2 separate regions of the Mus musculus genome follow, and region 2 is linked to region 1. A link is a contact called in public Hi-C data. All regions are on one chromosome and are shown on one strand. The core of a region is the stretch at or near the end of the contact, and the rest is flanking DNA. Distances in the headings are between cores, read along the strand shown. Region 1 has its middle 87 kb from the start of Gm34921. Region 2 has its middle 32 kb from the start of Gm20110.

Region 1 (5,572 bases), core at 1,817-4,316:
TTATAAAGAAGAGGGGAAGCCCATCTCTAGCCATGCAAAGTTTCTTTGAAGTAGATAGGTCAGCCTTTTAGTGGGAACTCGTGAAGATTGCAGTTCGGTGCCAACTCCGGAAAATTCTTGGAAGAGAACCGGTGCAGGCCTCAGGCAGGTTGGGCCTCGGGCAGGTAGTGGCACATCAAAGGAGCAGCACAGCAGGTGGCTCCGCTTAAGCGGCGGCTGGTCACAGCCAGCCTTGCTAGGCTGGAAGGAGGTAACAGTTCCTCAGACTCTGTCCACCATGGGTTTTTTAAAAATCTGTCTTTGTTTTGAGATGGGGCCTCTCCCGGACCTGTAGTTTGTGGTTTAGCCTAGGCTGATTTTGAAAACCCCAAAAATCTGCTTATCTCTGCCTCCCCAGTGCTAGGATTACAGTTGTTCACCAGCACACCCAGCATGTTCTCACATGGGTTCTAGGTTCTAGCAAACCCAGGTTGCTTTGCTTCCATGGTGAGCACCTTACCAGCTGAGCCATAAACAATATATTATTGAGTGGGCTTCCTTGCACAATGCTTAGAAATGTGTCTTAGGGTCATAGTACTGATGGTACCATCAAAGAATACATGTCCTCATGTAAATTGGACTATACACTCATATACATTGACACACACACACCCAGACACACACACACACACACACACACACACACACACACACACACACACACACCAGTAGGCAAAGCCTTTTCAGACACTAGCCATTTGTTAATAGTAACTGAGCAAGTCAATGGATGTTTGGCTGTGAATCTAGGGAGTTATTAACATAAAGGATAACTGAATTCAACTAGAAGTCACTCCAGTGGCCCAAATGAATATAATTCTTATTCTAGCCTCTGTATTAACCACAATACTCTTTGCCCCTAGCTATAAAGCTGCTTACATCCATATTTAAATCCTTACACGTAATTCTCTAGTAACTCGACTAAAGAGCACATGGTTTCAGTCACCTGCTAAACATACGGCATGAAGTATGAGTTCACTTATTTGAACCGTAATATTAAAGGATTTTCTTGAATTTCAATCATTCAATACCGGGTTACAACTTCAATCCAAAGCAGACATGCCCTGGAAAGTTAAGAGGCCTTTTCAAAGACAAAGACTGCTTCTAACCTGCTCACAATTAGCCATTACATGCTACTAGGAGCTGTTCAATTGGGACTGCCAGTCTCAATTAACCAACAAGAAGGGAATGAAGACTGCATATGCCAAATGAGGTACACATGTTACCAATTATTCCCATTAAGATTGTAATGAAATTGCGTTCTGCTTTGGTTTTTCTTTCTTTTCTGACTCCAAGAACTTACATAAATTAAATGAGTGGGGGATGGAGGGATGCTAAGCTTTTCTTTCCAAAGGGTGAAAGAACTCCTTGCATCCAATCTCCTGCTGCCTTAGCAATCAATGGCTTCCATTCCCGACCTCAGCAGCTGCTCTGCAGTGAACCTGATCCAATTGCCAAAGAGGTTCTCAGAGACCTAGGTGGGCCTTTGTGAGGTAGCCTGGGCTCACTCCTCCTTTCTTCACTGAGAAATACTAGAGTTTTGGGCCCTGGACATTTACCCCTGTTGTTTGCTTGGAAACAAGCATACTTGGTGTCTTTGCTGTCATTTGCTAGGTTTCTGGCTGGTGATCTTTATTACATCGTTGGGACAATGAAAGGAGAAAGAAGAGAATTGTCATAGACTTCTTTAAGCCAGAGGTTCTTAATCTGTGTGTCGAGACCCCCATGGGGAGGTGGGTCAAAAGATGTTGTCTGTCTGTCTGTCTTCCTTCCTTCCTTCCGTCCCTCCCCCTCCTTTACTCCCCCTCCCTCCCTCCCTCTTCTTTCTTTCTTTCTTCCTTCCTTCCTTCCTTCCTTCCTTCCTTCCTTCCTTCCTTCCTTCCTTTCTTTCTTTCTTTCTTTCTTTCTTTCTTCAATTTACTCTTCTCTTACACACTACATCCCTACCCCAGTTTCCCCTCCCTCCACTCTTCCCAGTTCTCACCCACTTCTCTCTCCCTTGGATCCACTCCTCAGGTTCCTCTCAGAAAAGAGCAGGATTCCCAGAGATATGGATCAAAACCTGCATAACAAGATGCAATAAGACTAGGCACAAGCCCTTACATCAAGGCTGGGCTAGGCAACCCATTAGGAGGAAAGAGTTCCCAAGTGCAGGCAAAAGAGTCAGAGACACCCCCTACTCTCACTGTTAGTTGTCCAACAAAAATACCAAGCTACACAACCGCAACATATATACAGAGGACCTAGCACAGACCTGTGCAGGCTCTGTGATTGTCACTTCAGTCTCTGTGAGCCCCTCTGAGTCCTGCTTAGTTGGTTCTATGACTGTTCCTCTGGTATCCTAGACCCCTCTGGCTTCTACAAGTCTTTCTTCCTCTCTTCAGCAGGAGTCCCCAAGCTCACAGGCGTCACCTAAGACCATTTACATGTCATATACTTACACTATAATTCATAAAGTGACAAAAATATAGTTATGAATTAGCATATGTAATTTTGTGGCTGAGGAGGTCACCACAAAAGGAGGAACTGTTTTAAAGGGTATCAGCATTAGGAAGATGGAAAAACAGTGCTTTAAGCTGAAGATCTGCCACTCATGTCTGCTCATGGAGCCAGTCTTATTAGCCATCCCCCAGAATTCCACTTAACACTTGAATTTCCTGGATCTGACAGCTTTAAATTTTATATTTAGATGTGTGTTCAAATATACACATCTAGATGTGCATATATTTAAATATAGGTTATTTTTAAATTTTTATGTGGCACCAAGCTTTTGATATAAATTGATCAGACTCCAATGCGGACTTATCTTGAATATGTCTCGGTGACACTAATTATTAGCATATTTGATAATTTCCTTTTGAAGTAAAAGAACTTCAGAAATGCACATGTATCTGGAAATCATAATCTCTGTTCTTGCAAACGTCTCCAGCTCTTTCTAGATACCACTAGGACAGCAATGCTATGTAGGCTGTGTGTGTGCTGGCTTTGACAGCCTGAAAGAAAAGCCGAGAACCTGTTGGACTTTGTTCACAGAACATGGAAATGCTCTCGTTGGCGGCTGACCTAGGATATTCAATGGCTTCTACAAGTCATCCACAGCAACTGCACTGCTGAGTTTGAGTCAACCACTAAGGAGCAGAGTAAAACTGAGGACTGGTGTCTATCTCCTGAAAGGGGGATTGGGAGGGGAGGTGGGCTGAGAAGACTATAAGCCAAAATATTTTCTCCTAAGAGCCAGACCTGAAATATATTAGTAGGCTTTGTGACACTTGAGGTCACTGGTTGCAGCTCTGCCTGTGTGAGGAAAACAGCCTTAGGCAATAAGTAAGTAACCGAGCTTGGCTGCATCTCAATAAAACAAACCAGGAGTCCAGATTTAGCCTAAGGGGTCAGAGTTTGCCCCCTGCCCCCCAATCACTCTCAAACCTCTGATTCCTTTTGATCTTCTATTTCACCATCTCAGAAAACACTTTGATGATAAGCGACACAAGTTTGGGATTGAATGAAATGATCTAGAAGCATTTGACGAACTTGATAAAAACATTGATCTGTGTGCCCTTTACCCTGAAGCTTAGTTTACTCCATCGTAATTTCCAGAAATGTGATTTACTTTCCTCTAAGTCTTCCCCCTGCCCCCCGTGGGTTTTAATTCAAAGATTTGTGATTTCCTCTTCTAGATATGAACCCAATTTCTCCGATCATTCCATAACATCTAGATCTAGCACCTGCTGCCTAAGTCAGAATCATTAGTGCTGGCTGCTGAAGTACCCAACCCCAAATCCCAGTGGCTCAGCTCAGTTAGAACTGTGTTTCTGTTTCACATGACTCATCCCGTTCTATTTTATACCTACAGCTTCTAGACTCTTGAACAGCAAATGGGGGTGGCTCACCCTCTCTTCTTACATGTCCTTGCAAAAAAAAGTGAAGTGAGGTATTTCTGCATGGCTTTCATTGGCTGAATGAAACGTGTGAATGGTTTCAACCTAATTGCAAAGGAGACTGGGAAAAGAAAAGGCATATCATCTGATACATTTGTCAATCAAGACCATGGCTCTCCTTGAGACCCCACAACAAAGCAGATGTCCAAGCTGGGTTAATCAGTGAAAGTCAACTATACTCAGAAATAGCTTAATGTCCAAAATTCTTACAGCTTGCTTTTTGGAAAGGTTAGATCCTTTGAATTCTAGAATGTAACAGATTTTCTAAATTAACTTAAATTAGATCTTTTTAAAATTAACCAGAAATTTTCAGCTGGGTAATGGCAGTATACTCCTTTAATCCCAGTACTCAGGAGGCAGAGGCAGACAGATCTCTATGAATTCAAGGCTAGCCTGGTCTACAAGCCAAGTTCCAGGATAACCAAAGCTATTACACAGAGAAACTCTCTCTCAGGGGAAAAAAAAAAAAATAACCAGAGAGTTCTTGTGTAAAGTAGAGGCTGTTACGATCTTTGGCTTCTAAATTAAATACAAATAGGCGTCATGGCAAAAGAAAACAGGGTTGCGTAGAGTCACAAATTTTCTTCGTGGTTGCAGTTGCAAAGGTTGAATGTCAGTTTGTTTAACAAAGGCCATGTGTCACCATGACGTGCCACTTTAGAAGGGCAATCAGAAACATAGAAGTTACTAGTTCTAATTTAGAATAATGAAAATCCTCTCCCAGATTTCAAAGGTGGGGATAAATGGCTGAATGTGGGTGTCTTCTTGAATAGAGACATGGGCAGCATTTCAAATATTATGACCATGAAAATTTAAAAAAAGAAGTGGGTAGAGATATCTCTGTTGTGGTATTATAGATTTTAATGAGAGAATACACGAATACATAGCAGGAAAGGATAATTTTAAAATAATACATTACTTATCTTAAAATAACTGAGAGATAGGATTTAGATGTATTTACCATAGATAAATGATACACATTAAAGGTGATAGATATATTAATAACCTGAGTTCAAATTCCCCCATATATATAGATGTGTCAAAACACCATACTTTATCATGCATATTTACAGGGCTTATATTAATAGAGAAGAAAATGGAAAGAGGATTTTCTACTGCAACAGAACAAATAGCAGCTAGATACTGGGGGTGGGGGGAGGTTCTAAGTATTTAGGAAGCATAGCTTATATGAGAACTAGGTTCCGTAAAAAACTCTCGATTTAGAAAGACTTAGGTTCTGGCAGGCACAAAAAGAGGTACTTATGGAATTCATAATTTTATTTAACATCGAAAGGAATGATCTAGAATGGCCACCTATAGTCTATAATTGTCCATATACAATACAATTTTTCAAAGTAAAAAAAGTAAAAATAAAAGGACGTGCCGGTTGACATAGTGCTGTCCTTCCATGAGCAGGCCTTGCTTATGCCGAGCTACAACCATAGGCATTGCACAAGAATGGCTTCTCTGACAGATCTGTGTGTGGTTTCCATGTCAAGTTGCTATTTAAACCCTGGCTCTCCACCTTTCATTGCAGGGCCTGGATCCAAACCCTTTATTAGTTAACCTGATAAAACTCTCAGCATGCAACTAACTTT
Region 2 (5,840 bases), core at 2,724-5,223, 220 kb before region 1:
CCTCTATTCCTGGAAAGGCCACTTGCTCTTAAGGACCTCGCAGCAATTTCACTGTAAGATTAAAGACATCGTCAGCCACCTGGGGGCTAATAGAAAGTGTCAGCCGTGCTGGTGGAGTTGCTTCCAGGGCAGCTGATCTCGCAGGACATTTTCCATAGATAGGAGATCAAAGAGCGAGCTGACTCCAAGATGCCCTCCTCCGAGGCCCTCTCTTGACCTTTCGGCTCCCCTTGCCATCTGCTTCCACTCTTGTTTAGTAGTAAGGCAGGTGGCTAAGAAGCACGTTAGTCCAGGATGACACCAATGGCCTGGGGTCATTCATAATGAGTAGTGTGGCCAGCCACCTTCAGCCTTTTTCTTAAACTCTCTCAGATGGTGTTCCAACTGTAGTGAGAAACCAGCTTAACACTTCCCATTGGCATCTTCTGAGAGTAATGAAGTAACCAACCTTTAAAAAACAATAGGCTGGCCAGGTGGTGGTGGTGCATGCCTTTAATCCCAGCACTTGGGGAGGCAAAGGCTGGTGGATGGTCTAGGCCCACATGGTCTACAGAGCGAGCTTCAAAACAGCTACACAGAGAAAACAACAAAGTAACACACACACACACACACACACACACACACAAGATAGGCTGACAAGAAGAAAGAAGATAGAGTGTTCTTGTTCCTTCAGCTCTTTAAAGCATCAGTTGAGCAACAATAACAAAAATAACAATAAAAATCCCGTGGCGGAATGTCTACTCCGAATGAAGAACAACGCAGAGGACAAAAAGAAAAAAGAAAAATCCATTGCTCCATATGAAGGGTCCCCAGAGACCTGTGAGAATTGCTGTCTTATGATGTGCTATTGATTGGTGGCTTGGAGAAAGGAAACGCTTAGGGACATAGAGATTTGTAATCTTATTTTCTTTGGGGAATAGAAAGTACAGAAGGAGAGGAAGCCACCAGAGAGATGAGAATGGAATGATTGGATCTAGAAAAACACCATAGTGGGTTCACTAATCTCAGGTCTCTTATGGGAAGGGGTGGGCACATAAAGTCTGTACGGAGAAGACAATGCTAAGGGATTGGCACATAAAGTCTGTACAGAGAAGACAATGCTAAGGGGTGGTTATGAAAAACTTACTATCTGTGAGGCAAGTCCCCTGTAAATTGTATTCCATAGGAATTTATAGTGCAAATACTAGTGCACATCCTCTCAGCTCTAGTACACACACACACACACACACACACAACACATACACACTTGTACACACATCATTTTAACAGAGGATCAATACCACCTTATAATCACTCTCAGCCGAAGGGCAGACAGGATGTAATTCTGTCATGGTCTGTGAATATGTAAACTCCTATCAGTTGGTCTTGTACATAATTGACATTGCAAATGTTGGATTTTAATTGCAGATTCAAAGTCTTTTTACATTATCAGTCAGTATTCAAGTTAAAGCTTATTTACAAGCATAAGAACTGAGAAAAGAGGTAAGTAAACGTGGGGCATTAATTAATCTATGTAAGTGTTCACCGTAGAAGGGCATTATTTCATTCCTCATAAAGCAGCAATCAAATGCTTTCTGAGATCGTAAGAAATGAATAGATAAAGTTGTGCCTCGTTTAATGACTGAGAACTATGCAAAATAATTGCTTCTCACACCCTAAACAATGAAAGTGAAAGCAGGACACATTATCAAGTCTCCAGGCAGGTATTAACGGTACTTCCAAACACAGGGCACTTGCATTCACTGATGGGGCAATCATTCTCTGCTTTGCAAAAGCGTAGCAGAGCCAAGAACCGCGGCTCACCAGCCAGGTCGAGTTTTGTTCTTCTAACTGGTAATGAACTAATGGGGGCATCACCTGTCTCGTGACACTTAGACTCAGTTAGCAGGGATTTTGCTACATTTTTTTTTCTTCAGATGAGAAAACAGAGGCTCTGCTAAGTCAAATCATTTGTCACCCTGTACACTGGAAGGGAAATCCTAGAGATAGCGTTTCAAACTAAGTCAGTCTTACAGCCAGAACTTATTGCCCTAGCCATTCTGACCCACTGTTTCCTAAGACAGAGGAAAAGATTGCCATACTTCCTTGACAGATTAAATGAGATCACAGCACCTCTCTTTCCGGTGGAATTTCTTCTCACTCACAGAAAAAGCTGACATCTTTCTGAAGGCTTCATAAGAGCTGAACAGCCTCACTGGAGCCTTGCCTCTCTCCCCACTGTCCCCTGTACTGGCTGGCTTTATGTCAACTTGACACAAGCTGGAGTCATTTGAAAGGAAAAGACCTCAGCTGAGGATGGGGATAAATGATAGTCTAGGATGTACTTTACCCCTGAGGACTTTTGTACAGACTACATTAAATAATATAAGGTCTCCCAGCTGTGGTAAAATATCTGGTAAAATGTTTTTATCACATCATTTGCAGATGAATAGGAGCCGTGAAGAACAAGAGGATTCTCATGCAGGGGAAAGGTTCCCTGCAAAGTTAACACCAGAGATGTTTCTTATCATAGCTGGGGGTGCATCTATCAGAGAGAAAGCCAGGGATGCTCTTAAGCATCCTACAAAGTTGCCCATTATCAGCCCCAGAAGTTAATAAAAACCTGATGAGAAACCCTTCTGTCACAACATAGTGAAAATGCCGCTAGCTCAGATGTGAAAACCATTTCCACAATTGCCATGACTCCCCTGAAGTTTTGAAACCCAAGCAGAAACAATACACCATGTTCGTATTCCTTTGCGCTAGACGGTTGATTCTCAACCTATCGGCTGCAAACCCTTTGGGGGTTGAATGACCATTCCACAGGAGTTGCCCAAGACCATTGGAAAACACAGATATTTTACATTACCATTTATAAGAGTAGCAAATTGCAGTTACAAAGTAGCACTGAAAATTTTATGGTTGGGCTTCACCACAACATGAGGAACTGTACGAAAGGGTCGTAGCGTTAGGAAGGCTGAGAACCACTCAACTAGAGGCTTGACCTTAATCTGCCTCCACCACTACCCTTTGGGAGTCAAATCAGATACAGATCTCAGAATCTAGACCTCAGAGCACACCGGCAACTGCGCCTGAAGAATGGTGTGCTGGCCAGTTCAATTCTGCAGCCAGTCCACTAGGGGGCAGAGAAACACTATCAATCGTTCAGCATTTGCCTGCTAGCGTCGGAGAATTTAGTAATGTAAATCTTAATAGGAATGTTAAATTGTTACTGGCCCTTAAAACATTTAAAGATTCTCTGAATATTTTTATTAAGAACATGTATGTCTTTGCAGTCCAGGAGACTGGTTCCAGGATGGACTCGAACTCCCATCGTGTCTGAACTGTGAAATATGGCAGTCATTAAGTTCGCCACTGTGTTAAGTGGAGGTTTAGTAGCCGTTGATGGCATTGTGACTGTGAGGACTATTATTATTTAACTTTAATAACATATTATGAATGTGCTGGTAAAATACTTTCTTTTATAGAGATTTGATTCTACTGTGGGATAATTTGTAGCAAATCAGTTCATGGAATTACATCTACCAGGATATAACCTATCAAAAAGTGAGTATGCACAGAAACTTTACAGTGAACTCCAAACTGGAAAAAAAATAGCATAATTTTGGTATTGAACCAAACTCAACCCAAGAGTCAGTTCTAATATTCCTTATCATGCATACTACAGTAGAGTGGAACTAACAAGAGCGTTATATTACCGGCCTTTGATAATGTAAGATATACATAGATATATCTCTCTCTTATGATTTAAATTTAACAACTGTGGAGATGAACATTATATAAGTCATCTTTAAGGTTGGTCCTGCGACACACACACACACACACACACACACACACACACCATGATTATGACTAATGAGAGTGAAAAATCTCTATCCAAAAACCACTTCAACTTTCCCTAACCTGTATCCACACGCACACATAGAAGTATAAACAAACAAAAAGCTGTTTGGCAAGTGTTTTGGCTTGGATCTGAGTGACGCTGTCAATTCCAGTAAATAAGAAATCCGTGACTCAGAAAGGTTGAAGCATTGTATCAGAAAACCTAGACTTTGGGAGACTGGAGAGAGGCCAATTACCCAAGTCTGATCACGTGCTACGTGGAGGTGAAAGTGGTCTCTGCCAGGTCATTGTCTTGAAGCTCTGGGAAAAATGTATTTTATGTCCTGTATCTCAACTAAGGAAGAGTTGTAAACATTGTAGTCTATGAGTGGACAGAATAGCAGTTACAGCAGTTCCTGGCATGTATTAGCCTGCTAAATATTACTCATAATTATCATATCATTTTAAAGGTAAGCCAATCCAAAGATTCTTTTGTTTTACACTAGATGTGATTTTTCTTTCTAAAGCATTAAAGCACAGTATTTCTAAAAAGAAAGAAAGAAAGAAAGAAAGAAAGAAAGAAAGAAAGAAAGAAAGAAAGAAAGGAAAGAAGGGAGGGAGGGAGGGAGGGAGGGAGGGAGGAAGGAAGGAAGGAAGGAAGGAAGGAAGGAAGGAAGGAAGGAAGGAAGGAAGGAAGGAAGGGGAAAAAAAGAAAAACAATGGACTGAACGTACTGGACTCTATGGGTGTTAAGAGACTTGGGGAATTTGGCTCAATTTCAAAGCTGTCCCAAGACAATCATCATAACCGGGCCACCATCACTCTTCTGCCTTGCTTGTGCCTCCGGATATACCCTCTCCCCCCACCTCCTTTTTATGTAAACAACAGGTGCAAAGACTGGAGGGAGGAGAGAATATTCTTTTTTTCTTTCTTTCTTTTTTTCTGTCTAGCCACCAACACTGGGGTCAGAGTAAGGAGAATCACAACATGCAACAAAGGAAAGACACTTGAAGCCATTGAGAAGCTTCTTCTGGGAAGCTCAGAGCTCATTCAAGATTTGACCGCTTTTGCCAGATTACAAGAAGTTCCACTGGACGCGGAATAATAACTGGTTACTTTTAATTTGTGAGAAGATTGAAGGTCAAAGAAAGTGAAGGATCTAAGCACAGGAGTAACAGAGCAAATAAACCCAGATGGAAATTCTCGTCTTCATGTCAGCTCTGCAACAAACGGTTAATGCCTTGATGTGTTGCCATGGAAACAAGACCCCTATGTCAGGTTGACATTGATTCTAGCAATGGAGAAAGTGCCTTGCATTCTCTTCAACCTTGATTGTATTTCATTCAGAAAAAAAAAAATCTTCATTTTAAGAGATCAGCCCCATATCCTACGAGGACCAAAATACCAATACGGGCAATATGGTAATGTGAAATTCCATTACTGAAAATTTGCAAATTCATTTGTATCACATCTTATTTAATATGGCTTAAAAATGAAAAATTAAAGCCAGGCATGATGGGGCACCCCCTTAACCCCAGCACTCAGGAGACAGAGGAAAGTGGATCTCTTGAGATCATAGTAACAAGAGCTACACAGCAACACCCTGAATCAAAACAAAGAACAAAAGTAAGAATTAAAATATATATAACAAAAAGCAGGAACTACAAAGTCTTCACTAACATTATGCCCTTAGAATTTCCTTCCCTTAAAATATAGCTCAGAAGGGGTCTCTCTAGTGAAGAATTGATGAATAAATGTGTCTTTGCCACATTTAAAAAAAAAAAGGCTGTGAAATGATCAGACTAACAAAACAGGCTAGGCTTGAATGCTGGCCCTGTATCCTTAATCTATGGCCCTAATTCTGGGGATGGAGATACAGATCAGTGACTCAAACCATGCTTAGTATACACAAGGACCTAGATTTAACCCTTGGAACATTTGAACCTAAGTGAATCTATAGTTTCCTATGCCTCCATTTCTCACTGGTAACATAAAGACAATAGGACTTCCTACCTAGT

The links. A called contact is a pair of places that touch in the nucleus more often than the background predicts.
Region 2: a Hi-C map of liver shows a contact between it and region 1, with 2.7 times the contacts expected there. The contact joins two enhancer-like sites. A contact is called at or near these places in 2 of 15 datasets of contacts at CTCF or cohesin (CD8 T cells and large pre-B cells), 10 of 484 Hi-C or Micro-C datasets (the N1E-115 cell line, bone marrow-derived macrophages, cranial neural crest and 5 more), 7 of 115 datasets of contacts at active chromatin or transcription factors (CD8 T cells, embryonic limb bud, embryonic stem cells and 1 more) and 1 of 9 other capture datasets (embryonic stem cells).

Annotation. Positions count from the first base shown.
Region 1 is chr10:99,355,400-99,360,971 of GRCm38.p6, reverse strand. No RefSeq gene overlaps it. Among named protein-coding and RNA genes, the nearest start is that of Gm34921, 87 kb to the right of the region's middle. Within about 2 kb of position 3,066, at least 13 of the 459 cell types and tissues checked have an H3K27ac peak or open chromatin away from gene starts, as enhancers often do. A contact at or near this core is called in bone marrow-derived macrophages, hepatocytes and liver, where this site is marked.
Region 2 is chr10:99,574,729-99,580,568 of GRCm38.p6, reverse strand. No RefSeq gene overlaps it. Among named protein-coding and RNA genes, the nearest start is that of Gm20110, 32 kb to the left of the region's middle. Within about 2 kb of position 3,973, at least 21 of the 459 cell types and tissues checked have an H3K27ac peak or open chromatin away from gene starts, as enhancers often do. A contact at or near this core is called in bone marrow-derived macrophages, hepatocytes and liver, where this site is marked.